Regions from separate parts of the Mus musculus genome. Here regions 1 and 2 are each linked to region 3. The links are chromatin contacts, called in public HiChIP or PLAC-seq maps. All regions are on one chromosome and are shown on one strand. Each heading gives the region's core, a stretch centred on a gene start, on an enhancer-like site or on the middle of the called end of the contact. The rest is flanking DNA. Distances are from core to core; before and after follow the strand shown. Region 1 overlaps Pde4d (phosphodiesterase 4D, cAMP specific). Region 2 overlaps Pde4d (phosphodiesterase 4D, cAMP specific). Region 3 overlaps Pde4d (phosphodiesterase 4D, cAMP specific).

What was found. HiChIP or PLAC-seq counts read pairs in DNA pulled down with a chosen protein or histone mark.
Region 1: a FOXA1 HiChIP or PLAC-seq map of pancreatic cancer cells shows a contact between it and region 3. The contact joins two enhancer-like sites. A contact is called at or near these places in 1 of 39 promoter capture datasets (the 3T3-L1 cell line), 1 of 15 datasets of contacts at CTCF or cohesin (the NIH/3T3 cell line) and 1 of 115 datasets of contacts at active chromatin or transcription factors (pancreatic cancer cells).
Region 2: a FOXA1 HiChIP or PLAC-seq map of pancreatic cancer cells shows a contact between it and region 3. The contact joins two enhancer-like sites. A contact is called at or near these places in 2 of 15 datasets of contacts at CTCF or cohesin (the NIH/3T3 cell line and large pre-B cells), 1 of 484 Hi-C or Micro-C datasets (pancreatic cancer cells), 9 of 115 datasets of contacts at active chromatin or transcription factors (the NIH/3T3 cell line, embryonic fibroblasts, embryonic stem cells and 3 more) and 1 of 9 other capture datasets (embryonic stem cells).

Annotation. Positions count from the first base shown.
Region 1 is chr13:109,315,938-109,320,431 of GRCm38.p6, reverse strand. All of the region lies in intron 3 of Pde4d (phosphodiesterase 4D, cAMP specific), which reads right to left. Among named protein-coding and RNA genes, the nearest start is that of Mir582, 6.6 kb to the left of the region's middle. Within about 2 kb of position 1,626, at least 9 of the 459 cell types and tissues checked have an H3K27ac peak or open chromatin away from gene starts, as enhancers often do. A contact at or near this core is called in pancreatic cancer cells, where this site is marked.
Region 2 is chr13:109,226,761-109,231,255 of GRCm38.p6, reverse strand. All of the region lies in intron 3 of Pde4d (phosphodiesterase 4D, cAMP specific), which reads right to left. Among named protein-coding and RNA genes, the nearest start is that of Mir582, 96 kb to the left of the region's middle. Within about 2 kb of position 1,820, at least 151 of the 459 cell types and tissues checked have an H3K27ac peak or open chromatin away from gene starts, as enhancers often do. A contact at or near this core is called in pancreatic cancer cells, where this site is marked.
Region 3 is chr13:109,478,923-109,483,361 of GRCm38.p6, reverse strand. All of the region lies in intron 3 of Pde4d (phosphodiesterase 4D, cAMP specific), which reads right to left. Among named protein-coding and RNA genes, the nearest start is that of Gm32703, 40 kb to the right of the region's middle. Within about 2 kb of position 1,736, at least 48 of the 459 cell types and tissues checked have an H3K27ac peak or open chromatin away from gene starts, as enhancers often do. A contact at or near this core is called in pancreatic cancer cells, where this site is marked.

The DNA of each region.
Region 1 (4,494 bases), core at 377-2,876, 160 kb after region 3:
TGTACTCAAGAAATGTTTATTAATTTAAAACCAAGACCTTTGTAGCCTACGAACAGGAGCACACAAATCTAAATAGTGTCCCAAACCTGAGGCTCCAATACAATCTTATATGTTACCAAACTATGTAGCTATTTTTGTCTCAAGAACGTTGCCACAGCAGTATGACATGTATTTCCATGTAAGACCCCTATGGTACTCTCTAGGGGACTGACAGTTCACAGATATGAAACTTGTAAGAACCAAGCAGATGATAGTTAGTGGATACTTGATGACAACAGTTTTCCAGTTACCCGAATTTAGTTCAAAATGTGCTTTCATTGACATATTACAGCCTGGCTTGTAGGATAAGAGAATTGTGTTGATTATCCTGTTATGCTTATGTGTAGCTTATGATATTCACCAGCCAGAATCTTAGAGCTATGAAGGTTCTGCTTGGCTGTGTCCACTTAACAATGACTAATTGAAAAACAAACGACTACCCTTGACCAGATAAGTATTGCCTAAGCTCTAATTGATGTATGTTCCACTTCTATCTAGGACATAAAAGCTACCCTCAGTAAAGTCAATACCATTGGCTTAGAGGACTTCATTTTTCATCTTGTGTGTTTTCTTTTACATGAGAAGGCTGTTCCTCCTGGCTCCTAAACATATTTTCAGCAAGACTGGTGATGACAAGCGATAGATTTGACAGTAAGATACTGACATCTTTGGCAAGAACATCCTCTCCATTCTCTCTACATCACTTAGTATGTGAAGTAGTGTTCCATAAGATGCAAGCATCACTTGCCTTTAATGTCCCAGGTAGAGAATGGACAGGATCAGAGCCTCTTCAGGCTCCCTACTAGATCCAAGAAGAGAAATTTGTTTAAGGAAACGAAGAAAGATATTTCACTTTCGGCTAACCATAGAAATCCCAACAATCCCCCTATTCTAAAAACCATGAACTAAACTTCATCAGAATGTCTTCTTGTGACACATTCTTTACAGTGGCTTTCCCACTGAAAGCCTCGTTAACACCCCTTCTGGGTGCTTTTATATTAAGATAAAGTTTGCTGTAAACAGTCTGATCTTCCAGGGAAGAATACTTGGTTGAGGGAAGGGCTGGTGGCACCATAGCCCCGTAAGAACTTTCCAAAGAAGAAGAAACATGCCAGGGAGCAGCAGGGTGCAGCAGGGAGCAGCCAGGACCCTGGAAGCTGCTCTTTGGACACACTTGCTTTCTGACTGCTTGTGTCAAAACACCTGGGAACAGCTGAACCGAAGCACTAGGCCAGATCTAGCCTCAGGGCTCAAGTGCACAGGCTTTCCATCTCTGTGTAAACACTACCATTTCCTCTCATCTTCTGCTGGGGGAAGGACATGACAGAGAAGAAGCAGCAGCCTCAAAAAAAGCTGCAAACGGTGAGAAGCACTAGAGATGCACAGGAAAGAGAAGGTTAGAATGGACCCTAATCTCACCTTCCCAGGAATAAATAACACTGCCTAAGGAGAGCACAAATCCAAGCTTTGGTTAGTTGAGCAAGCTCTCTGGAGGCTACCAAAGGGAAGTGGTTCCTGTAGGGAGCTGGTGGGGGTGGGGAAGGTGGGGTGGGGTGGGTGGTGACTGGATAACAAGGTAAGAAGGTTGCTCATTACTGCAGTGGGTTTAGTCATACCCCCCGCCCCCACCCTCCAGCATGGTGTTTGAGAACTGTTCAGATTGTAAGGGAAAGAAGACAGACTGCCTTTCCTAAGCGTTTCTGTTTCTAGATGTGACGTGTGTGTGTGTGTGTGTGTGTGTGTGTGTGTGTGTGTGTGAATATATCTCCACTATGTAAATAATTATACAATGAAAGCCTAGCTGTGCTGGCCCAGGACCCAGGGAACTGGGGAGAATTCTTCCCAGGATTCTTTGGGAAGTGGAAGTGCAAGAAGGGACCCTACTTAGAATGGAGTGCAGTCAAGGAAGAAATTCTTCATTTATAGTATGATAGGGGCTCAAGTTCAGCTTTTAGAGTATTTGCCTGAGATATGCAAGGCCCTGGATTTGACCCACTGAATTACAAAGTGATAATGATAGTAATAATAATACTATGTAAAGCTGCAACATAAGAACCAATAATAACAGTATCAATAATACTAAGTAAAACTGCAACCAACCTGGGCTGGCGAGATGGCTCAGCAGTTAAGAGCACTGACTGCTCTTCCAAAGGGCCTGAGTTCAACTCCAAGCAGCCACATGGTGGCTCACAAACATCTGTAATGGGATCTGATGCCCTCTTCCAGTGTGTCTGAAGATAGTTACAGTGCACTCATCATATACATAAAATAAATAAATAAAATCTTTTTAAAAAAGCACAAAGCGATGTTCCCAAATACTAAACAAGCAGAGAATACCACTTTTATTCAGAATAAGCTGGGAGCACACATGCAGCCATGTAGATGATAGATGTGAGAATGTCTACCGCACCCTCATTCCTCAAAAGTTCACTTATAAGGTAATCACACTCATGTGTTTATCATGGGAGAATATATGCCTAATTTAAATACCAAAAGATAATATTTAACTTAATGTCAACAGTATAAATGGAGTAGCAGAACCAAGTATGATATATTTCACTGCTATCAGAATGGTTGTTCTAAGTCCTATCAGTGCTGTACCCTGAGTAACCATGAGAACAAAAACCTTCTCATTTATATATAGTACTGATGATTTTAAGTGCATGTATAAACTTCCGTCAGTACTTTTATTCTATCTTGATATTTAAAAGCCATGTATTGCACTTTCAATGTGTTATAAGGCAATGGGCTGGCCAATACCTACCATGTACAGAAAGCACTGACATCATTAGGCAGACAGACAGACAGACATCAGCAAGCTTAGGGGCCATTACAGATATCCTCTTTCCATGTGGAAACCTCCCTCCCTTTAAGTATATGAAAAAGTAGACTTATTGGGGGCTTTTTTTGAGGTACCTTCCTCTTAGTCAAAAGAATGGAATCTGAATTCTATTTCTGACCATGGCTGGAAATAAGATATTCAGGTTGACGCCCCAAGAGCAGAACCTTACATACATACTGTTGTCTCTTGTGACTTGCTTTGTCAGTCACCTGGCCAGGAGGCCATTCTTCAGGAAAGCTGCCTCCCCTGTAGGTTTGCAAAGGAGCTGAGAGGACCGACTATCCCCTAATAATCAATACTTACACTCACAGCATCCTCTCCCTGGGATGGCTGTTTACAAGGCTACTGTAGCACCTAGCTCACTTGCTTTTTTGAGTCTTAACACCAGACTGGAGCCTTTCCTTGCCCACCTCTTCTTTGAATACAGGCCCAAGCTCTAGGGACTCTTTTCCTCTGGGCTCTCTCGCTGCTTTTCCTCTAAACAATAACTAGCTCTTTCTACAGCGGCCTAGAGACTGCCATTACTGACCTGAGCTCAAAACCTGTGGCTTTCCGAAACTCTTCTCCTCTCTCTCCTTTCTCCCAAGCAGTTGTCTGGGTTTCATACTTTGTTTATCCTGCAGTCTTTCTCTCAAACTCTCTTAAAACGGTCCTTGAGCTTACTTCCCAAGTCCACATCTTTCAAAAAATTCTTTTATCAATAATATCAAGAACGTACAAAATAGAACTCCAAGTCACAAGTAACAAGGACCCCTGGAATGTGGTTGGGATATATATTGTTTATACGTGCAGGTCACAACTGACTAGTAATGTGTCACAATTGCATACATATTTAATGGGAATCAAGAAAAAAAAAGATACAGAAATATTCCAAACTAGAACATATGAACTAATTCCACACATATCGAAGAGCCCCCAATGTCTTGTTGACTTGGAGCTGCAGATCTGCAGATCGAAAGACATAAGCGTGCCTGCCCATGTTTATGGAGTGTTAGAACTTCTTACACTTTCTTATACTTTCTGTTAATGTCTTAGCATTTTTGCACGTCTTTAGGAAATTCTTTTTTTATTAGATATTTTATTCATTTACATTTCAAATGTTATCCCCTTTCCTAGTTTACTCTCCAAAAATCCCCTATGCCCTCCCCTTCCGCTGCTCCCCAACCCACCCACTCCCAATTCCTGGCCCTGACATCCCCCTATACTGGGGCATAGAATCTTCACAAGACCAGGGGCCTCTCCTCACATTGATGGCAGACTAGGCCATCCTCTGCTACTTATGCAGTTAGAGACAGGAGCTCTGTGGGTACTGGTTAGTTCATATGTTGCTCCTCCTAGGGGACTACAGACCCCTTCAGCAATGTGGGTACTTTCTCTAGCTCCTTCATTGGGGACCCTGTGTTCCATCCAGTAGATGGAACTGTGAGAATCCATTTCTGTATTTGCCAGGCTCTGGCATAACCTCACAGGAGACATCTATATCAGGGTCCGGTCAGCAAAATCTTGTTGGCATATGCAATAGTGTCTGGGTTTGGTGGTTGTTTATGGGATGGATCCCCGGGTGGGGCAGTCTCTGCATAGTCCTCTCTTTAGGGAACTCTTACAAGCACATT
Region 2 (4,495 bases), core at 571-3,070, 250 kb after region 3:
CCCGTATCCCAGAGTGTCTTCTAGGAAGACCCCTGGTACTGTTTAAAAAACACCAAGCGGGTTGTTGTTGTTGCTGTTGTTTTGGTTATTTTTGTTTTTTTTTTTTAGTATCTGTGCAGTTTGGGGAGTCAAAAAGTGACTGGAGCAGAAACACCATGAGAGAAGCTAAAAACCATTAAGTGAGAAGGAGTTGGGAGAGATTGTAATAACTCTGGGATGAAAAAAAAAAAAAACGGTCAAGCAACTTGCTGTTGAAACAGATGCTAGCTTGCTTGTAAAGAGCATGGGTGTCTAAATAGCATTCCATTGCGCAATGCTTGTGAATATAAAGAGCTCCTCGGACCATCAAAAAGCCCGATAACGCATAACTGCCACGTCCAGTGCAAACAAGATTTTGTGGGGGAGGAGACAAGAAGGGAACTTGGCTGGTGGCTGGGAAATTTGAGTGAGGGCATTGAATCCACCATGGGATTCTCTGGTGTGGAAAAGACAGATCTAGACAGTGACCCTTCGCTAAGCAAAGCTGAACTAATCTTGCTTAAACCAACTGGAGCCTCCGGTGGTCAGGAGGCAGCTGTGTCTCTGGGCGGCGGAAGGGGGGTTGGGGTGGGGCAGGGCAGGGCAGGGCAGGGTGGGGCAGGAGGGGGTGTAGCAGCTCTCAATAGCTGTGGAGTGACCATGGGGCTTCTTCTCACAGTGAGGGTAATGGGGATCTTCGCCAACTGTTACTAGACGCCAGGAAATAAAATTTCCACAGCCCACAAACAATAAAAACCTCAACTAGTTTTAATGTGGTAGCAGCCAGAAACCAAGCTTCCTGTTGTTGTTCAAGGCCCCAAAGTTCACATTTACCCCCAGGTGAGTCCGTCCTGTCTCCACTGCTGCCCTCCTCCTTTTAGGCAGCGAAACAGATCAACAGGTAACTCTGGACTATGTGTCTATCTGGGAGAGTTATCAATTGCAGAGTTACTGAAAATGACTTTATGAGAGTCCGTATGCAAATACGTGTGTTCAGCCATAAGTGAACTTCAAGGAAGTACGGACAGATGATAAAACTGAACAGGAAGAATTCTCAGAATGTGTCAAAGGATTTGCTCTACCTCAGGGTAAAATCGAAAAGGGCATCTCATTCCTTTTTTTCTTTTTTTTCTTGGTTGTGTGAAGTAGGAGAACCTGAAATGCAGGTTTCGATATTAAAATTAGTTAAGGAAATTGGTGACTTCGGGAGACTCAACAGTGGAAAGGGAAAATGAAGAGGAAATAATTACAGTTGACGTTAATTGGATGACTCATGACAAATAGAGAGAGCCCTTGGAACACAGTGCGCAAACAGCCAGTGCGGGTTAACTGCCGCTCACTGGGTTTGGTTTTGCTAGGGGGAAAAAAAATCACAAGGCTTCAGCACAGAAGAGGAAAAACTTTTTTTTTTTTTCCGATTGTCCAGAGAGACCACACATGTATTTGGCAACGGTGCATCAATGTCCGGCAACTCTAGCTAAGATGGTGAATGATTGCAGAGCTCGGGGGAATTCTGGGATTTACTTGGGGTGACAGCAGATCCCGAAGCTCATCGTCCCTGTTCTTCGCCTGACATATTATCCTTGTACTCTTATCTTTTTGACCCTTGTAAGTACAGACCTCAACCCTCTTCAAAGAGTCATCACTTAAAGGTACAGTGGAGACAAATAAAATTGTTCAATAAATAGTATCCGAAAGTAAGGTCTACGAAGAAGAAAATTTAAGGATTCAAGACTGAAGACTCTTGAACCACACGGAGTCCTTGCCCTTTGCCTCACCCATCTGAGGAAAAGGGCGTCAGGAACACACAAAATGTTTCTGGTTAGAATCAAAGCTCCTATCATGGAGCAGAGGTGACAATACTAACTAAAGACTACCATCTAGTGGCCATTTCGAAGAACTACATGAATTAACAAAGAAGGCCAACAATTCATGAAAACCTGTATTAGTGTTCTCCACTTTGTATCAAGGGAAACAATCGCTTAGAGATACCTAAATATGTGGTAAGTGTTTTTTATTATTAGAATCTAGTTGAAAGCCCATACTAGGTCACAAGACGGCTCAGATGCAGGCCCACAGTGTTGTCTTCATCAATCTGTTTATAACACTAGTGTAGGAATCTACTTACAATACAATATTGTTGCAATCTAAAACACCCTGTATGGAAAGGACAGAAATACAATAAATATGAGTTGTATTGTTATATATGTATTCAGTAATGTAAATGGAGAATTATGACTCTCTCTATTCGGTTGTTGACTCCCCCCTGATTTTCCCTGGACTACCGATTCACAGACTCCCAGAAGCACCGACTCCAATAGCCCCAGAGTCTGAATGACTACCTGGATTCATGAACTCTGCCTGTTTGAGCTTCAACTATTAACTTAACCCTAAAGTGAAGTCTTAGGTTCTCCAGTTCTCCCCATTACCAGAGACAGCTGCTTCGTCTCCTGAAATGCCAGCCTCACCCATGAGACAGGATGGTGAAGGTTAGAGTGAGAAGATTTAGTCAGATTAGGTGCCTGGTCTCCAGGGTGCTTTCAATTCTGACAAAATAGATATTGTTGCCATCAGTGACCCCTTCATTGATCTCAGCTACGTGCTTCAGCATCCTACCCACAGCAAGTTCTATGACACAGTCAAAGCTGGGAACAGACAGCTTTAAAAAGGGGGGGACCTCTAATGACTTCTTTTGTGATTGGGTTACCTCACTAAGGATGATGGAGTATTACTCAGCTATTAAAAACAATGAATTTATGAAATTCTTGGACAAATGGATGTATCTGGAGGATATCATCCTGAATGAGGTAACCCAATCACAAAAGAAGTCATTAGATGGGTATCATCGGGAGCCATCTTGGATCCGGGACTCCGCCGAAAGTAGTCTGCACAGGTGAGAGTGTGCACTACAGAAGCTAACAGCTTCTGGGACAGGCAGGAGCCACAGAGCTTCTGAGGCAGTCCCCTTTTCGGCTCCAGACATCTGGCCACCTTCCCGGCCAGAGGACAGGTGTCTGCCTGGCCCGGGAGAACTTTGTCTCAGCATCGGCGGGAGCCATCTTGGATCCGGGACTCCACCAAAAGTAGTCTGCACAGGTGAGAGTGTGGACTACAGAAGCTAACAGCTTCTGTGACAGGCCAAAGCAACACAGTTTCTGGGAAAGGTCCTGTTTTGGGCCTTCATCTTTGGCCAGAAGGGAGGTCCGAATGCCAGATATCTGTGCACCTTCCCCGTAAGAGGAGATTGCCTGCAGAGTGTGCTCTGACCACTGAAACTCAGAGGAGAGAGCTAGTCTCCCAGGTCTGCTGATAGAGGGTAACAAAATCACCAGAGGAACAATCTCTAAACAGAGACAACTATAACAACTAACTCCAGAGATTACCAGATAGCGAAAGGTAAACATAAGAATCTTATTAACAGAAACCAAGACCACTCACCATCATCAGAACCCAGCACTCCCACTTTGCCCAGTCCAGGGCACCCCAACATACCTGAAAACCTAGACCCGGATTTAAAAGCATATCTCATGATGATGGTAGAGGACATCAAGGAGGACTTTAATAACTCACTTAAAGAAATACAGGAGAACACTGCTAAACAGGTAGAAGACCTTAAAGAAGAAGCACAAAAATCCCTTAAAGAATTGCATGAAAACACAACCAAACAGGTGATGGAATTGAATAAAACCATCCAAGACCTAAAAAGGGAAGTAGACACAATAAAGAAAACTCAAAGTGAGGCAATGCTGGAGACAGAAACCCTAGGAAAGAAATCTGGAACCATAGATGTGAGCATCAGCAACAGAATACAAGAGATGGAAGAGAGACTCTCAGGTACAGAAAATTCCATAGAGAACATCGGCACAACAATCAAAGAAAATGGAAAATGCAAAAAGATTATAACTCAAAACATCCAGGAAGTCCAGGACACAATGAGAAGACCCCAAACCTATGGATAATAGGAGTAGATGAGAATGAAGATTTTCAACACAAAGGACCGGCAAATATCTTCAACAAAATTATAAAAGAAAACTTCCCAAACCTAAAGAAAGAGATGCCCTTGAACATACAAGAAGCCTACAGAACTCCAAATAGACTGAACCAGAAAAGAAATTCCTCCCGACCCATAATAATCAGAACAACAAATGCACTAAATAAAGATAGTATATTAAAAGCAGTAAGGGAAAAAGGTCAAGTAAGCCTATCAGAATTATACCAGATTTTTCACCAGAGACTATGAAAGCCAGAAGAGCCTGGACAGATGTTATACAGACACTAAGAGAACACAAATGCCAGCCCAGGCTACTATACCCAGCCAAACTCTCAATTACCATAGATGGAGAAACAAAAGTATTCCACGGCAAAATCAAATTCACACATTATCTTTGCACAAATCCAGCCCTTCAAAGGATAATAACAGAAAAAAACCAATACAAGGATGGAAACCACGTCCTAGAAAAAGAAAGAAGGTAATTCC
Region 3 (4,439 bases), core at 487-2,986:
TGTGTTTCTTTTCTCTCTCTTACCCCCAAAACCAGCCCAAGTGAGACACATGGGCAGGATATGAATGCCAAATGCAGTCTAGCTGGGTGACAAGAGGACAGGATTTCCTAGAGAAGTCTCTTTCAGTCCAAATCTCCCTTCTCATCTCTGGAACAATTTCAAAGTGATTTCAAAGTCTGAAAGGACCAGAAGGAAAGAAAAGATGGCAATATGGTAGAATATTGTGACTTAACGAAACTTCTCATTTAGATTTGGTCACCCACTGATCTTTTTTCCTTCTTCTTTTCTTTAACACCGAATGAGCTATTCAATGGGGGTAATTCCTGAGCACAGTTTTATACTTGGTATGCACCCGGGTATATCAAATTACTGAGTAAGTATTGGGTTTAGTAAGTTAAAGTGAGCAAATAGTTAAAGGAGGCTGGTGTAAAAGCTAAGGCCAAGCATGCCTTTCTCACACACCACAGCACAACTAGACATCATTTGGGTGCGAAGTGTGTCTTCACACCCATCCAGCCATACTGTGATTTTATGATAACTCTACCAGGGAGTTAGTTAGTCCTGATGTTTTCCCTCTCATGGGATGCACATGTCAATATACTTCCCCACTCCTTCTTAGCTTTAGCTAGTGTGTGGAGTGGAACTGAAAGTAAATGATGAGCAGCTGAAATGAACCGGCTTTGATTTTAGGAGACTTTGTTAGTATTTCTTAGCAATGGGGAACAGATGCTCATCCAGAGACCAGCACAGGTGTGCTTCGCTCTCTGTGTTTCTGCAAGGGGACTTCTGAAGAGGTCCAAGAGGCAGAAGGAGGAGAGAGAAAGAGGGATGAAGGGCTGTTCTAAGCACCTCAGGAGAAGGTTTGGAGCATGTTTTCAACCATAAGAATGAACTTTAAACTTCTAAGTTACATCATCTGCTTGGCTTCTTTTTTTTTTTCTTCTTTTATTTTGAAGTCAGTTTAAACTTGGTTTCTGCCCTTGCAACTAATAAAAGCAAAACCTCTGACCAGTGTTCTTCATCTCATAGATCTTTCTAACACCAAGGAACATAATAGCAATCTCTTTACATTGCAAGTTGGTCTTGCTTATTTACATTTGGCTGCCCTCGAACTTGATAAGGGACTTGAATGGAGTCTTCTGGCATCACTGAGCAATTTCATTCATTCATTCATTCATCCAACAGACTGCTGCATTGTAATTGTGTTTCAGGCTTGCCCGCTACGTACCAGAAATTTGTAGTTGAATACAATGGACCAACAGTCTCCATTTAAAACTATGTGTTCTGTAGTAGATTATTGACGATTACATAACCGATGAAGTTGCGCATTGTCTAATTATTTAGGAAACCAATCCAAGTAATTGAGAATAGTGATGCAGAAAAGGGGTGAAGAGTGGTTGGGTTCTGTTTCATTAAGGACAAGACATAGTAGGAGAGAACTGAGGACAGGAGATGACTCAGATCCTCAGCCGAAGGTAGTCTTGTCTCAGTTGGGTGTGTGGCAAATTTCCCTCACAGGAATTTATCTATTTACACAAGAAGTAAATTCCCAATGACATAGAACTAGCACTTCTTGCTGCCAGCCCTTTGAGGGAGCCTGGCATGTTTGTTTTGTTTCACTGGGTAAACAGAAATGAGAGTAAGGGAAGCTGGAGCTCCTGTGAATCCGCGTTGCACTCTCAGGCATGAAGGCTGCTGTGGGAACTGCTGACTAACTCTGCAAAACCCCAGGAGCTCCCCAGGCAAAAGCACCTGTCAACACTAGCATTGAACAAACAGCGGCCACCGGCCAAGTCCTCCGGTGGTGTGAGGCAAATAAAATATGCTCCCTCTTAGAAGTTCATGACGTCTGGCAGGTGAAGCAAGAACAAGGCGGATCATTTTTGAAAAGCCACTCTGCACCATTGTGTATGGCCTCCAAGCAACCACTGTGAATGTGGAGTAATACATAGCAAATTAAAACTCTCTGTGTGTGTGTGTGTGTGTGTGTGTGTGTGTGTGTGTGTTTCATTTCATGATCACAACAAGGTACTGGAACCCATTTGAAATACAACATCTTACAATTCTGCAGGCATGTGAACTGTCAGCCAGAAGTAAGAGTTGGGTGACATTCTTCAGATTATGGTAGCCGAGGCACTTTCTACAAATTCTTCAAGCACAGACAAAGTTCTACTTAGCGATGGGATTTATTTCAAATCACCACAGCTCTTACAGCTTCTCAGTGTGAGTTGTGATTACAGAGCCTTACCATAACCAAGAATTTTCAGTAGGGTTCCAAACAGCCAGTATGAAGCGTACTTATCCCACATTAATATGATCCTGTGATGAGCATGAGAGATCCAAGGGGGAGGCCACCGAATTCTACCTCAGCCTTCACCGACTGTATCCCACCCCACATCAAAAGAGATATTTGTGGCACACGAAGCAACACACACACACACACACATACACACACAATGCACACACGTACATATACATACACAAAAAACACACACAACACACTCTCACACACACAAACACACAGGTACCATGGCTTAAATTGTAAGTAAATATGAGTGTAGTTTGGGCTGAGCCTACTTTTATTCTATTATTAACAATGGCAAAGTTAGATTTCTAAAATTCTCCAAAGGTTATTAATAATCACTACTCAGGGAATTATGAAGCATTTTGTTAAAAGTCTTTTAGAAACAATCTACTATTATTTCTTCATTTTTCATATGAAGAAACTTTCTAGAAGTTATCTTAGTAGGAGTATAGAAATTAACTACAATATTTCTGAGGCACAGATATTGATATTTTATTATGAAATCATGTTCCCATATGTTCTCTGTGTGTGTGTGTGAGTGTGTGTGTGTGTGTGTGTGTGTGTGTGTGTGTGTGCACATATGCATGCTTGCATGTTTGTGTGTGTCTGCTGTAACAAGGCCGGGTAGACGTGAAACAGGCTTCCTTCCTCAGCCTTCCGAGTTCTGGAATTACAGGTGTCGACCATCATGACTGACATTAACTTCTCTTTCTTCTTTAAATATTGGGCTCACATTTTATGAATTTTCACTTAACATTACATAACTATCTCCCATAATAAATATTATACTTACCTATCATATGCATGTATGTTAAACTAAGTCTCTCTTCTGAATATTGGGCTCATTTTCCTCACACCCCAACCCCTCCACGAAAGTACAATGATGTAGTTAAATATTCTCATACAGCCTTGGTTGTTTTCCTGGGATGCATTTTAAAAAAAAATTTTTTTTTGGTTTTTTGAGACAGGGTTTCTCTGTGTAGCCCTGGCTGTCCTGGAGCTCACCTTGTAGACCAGGCTGGCCTCAAACTCAGAAATCCACCTGCCTCTGCCTCCCAAGTGCTGGGATTAAAGGTGTGTACCACCACACCTGGCTCCTGGGATACATTTTGTGATATGCATGCACATACATAAAACATGGTTCTTCTCTGCAATATCCTAATTCCTCACCAATACCACTATTCTAAATTTGATCTTTTTTGTAAAATATATTCTCAGGTGATGACTTTTACAGCTCTATGTAAAACTTGTTAGATTTTCAATTTTATTTTGACTTTCTTACATATTTATTTCCTTAGATATTTTTTAAAAAATTTGTCAAAATGAACAATAAGATGCTAATGTACACATTATTTTATTTTCTATAATTAGTTTTTATAGATTAACTTGCAGGGACTATTTGTCTTTTAAGATTTACTTTTTTCTCCTTTAGAAAAATGATTTTCACAGAAATTATTATAGGGACAATGTGTTCTGATATCTAGAATTGGATGTTGTCTGGGAGGCAGTTTACTTCTGTTATATTTCTAACTGGATATTAATATTTAGCCAACAAGATAATAAATTTCTGTATGTATTTTATAGTTGGTCATCTTACCCAATCACCACTTTGAACATAATTATCTTACAACTAATTCCTTCAGCTCTTCCAAATGAATACTCAAGTTGTTATAAAACCATCCACATTCTGATTTTTATGTGTCAAACTGCTACACTGGTCCAAATAAAAAACAAAACCTTCTGTGTAATATATTCTATTACATCATAGTGCTTATAATTATGCTGGTTTTAATGGCCATGATGTCTACTTAACAATGTGTCTAGCTATTGAGACAGATGCTATCCTTCTCTTTTGCTATTTCAGTGTGCCTTTTAACATTTAACAGAAAAACAATGAGTGGGACTTAGGTTTTAAGTTTTGGTCAAATGCCACCGTGGCATCTGTAATTTATAAGTCTATCCTCCCCTTTAAATTAAAGGCATTAATGTCTTCTTCCTGTTTTTGGTATGTGTGTGTGTGTGTGTGTGTGTGTGTTTGGTGTGTGTATGTATGGTGTGCTGTGTGTGTATGTGTGTATTTGTGTGTCTGTGCGTGGTATGTGTGTATGTATGGTATGTGTGCTTTGTGTGTGTC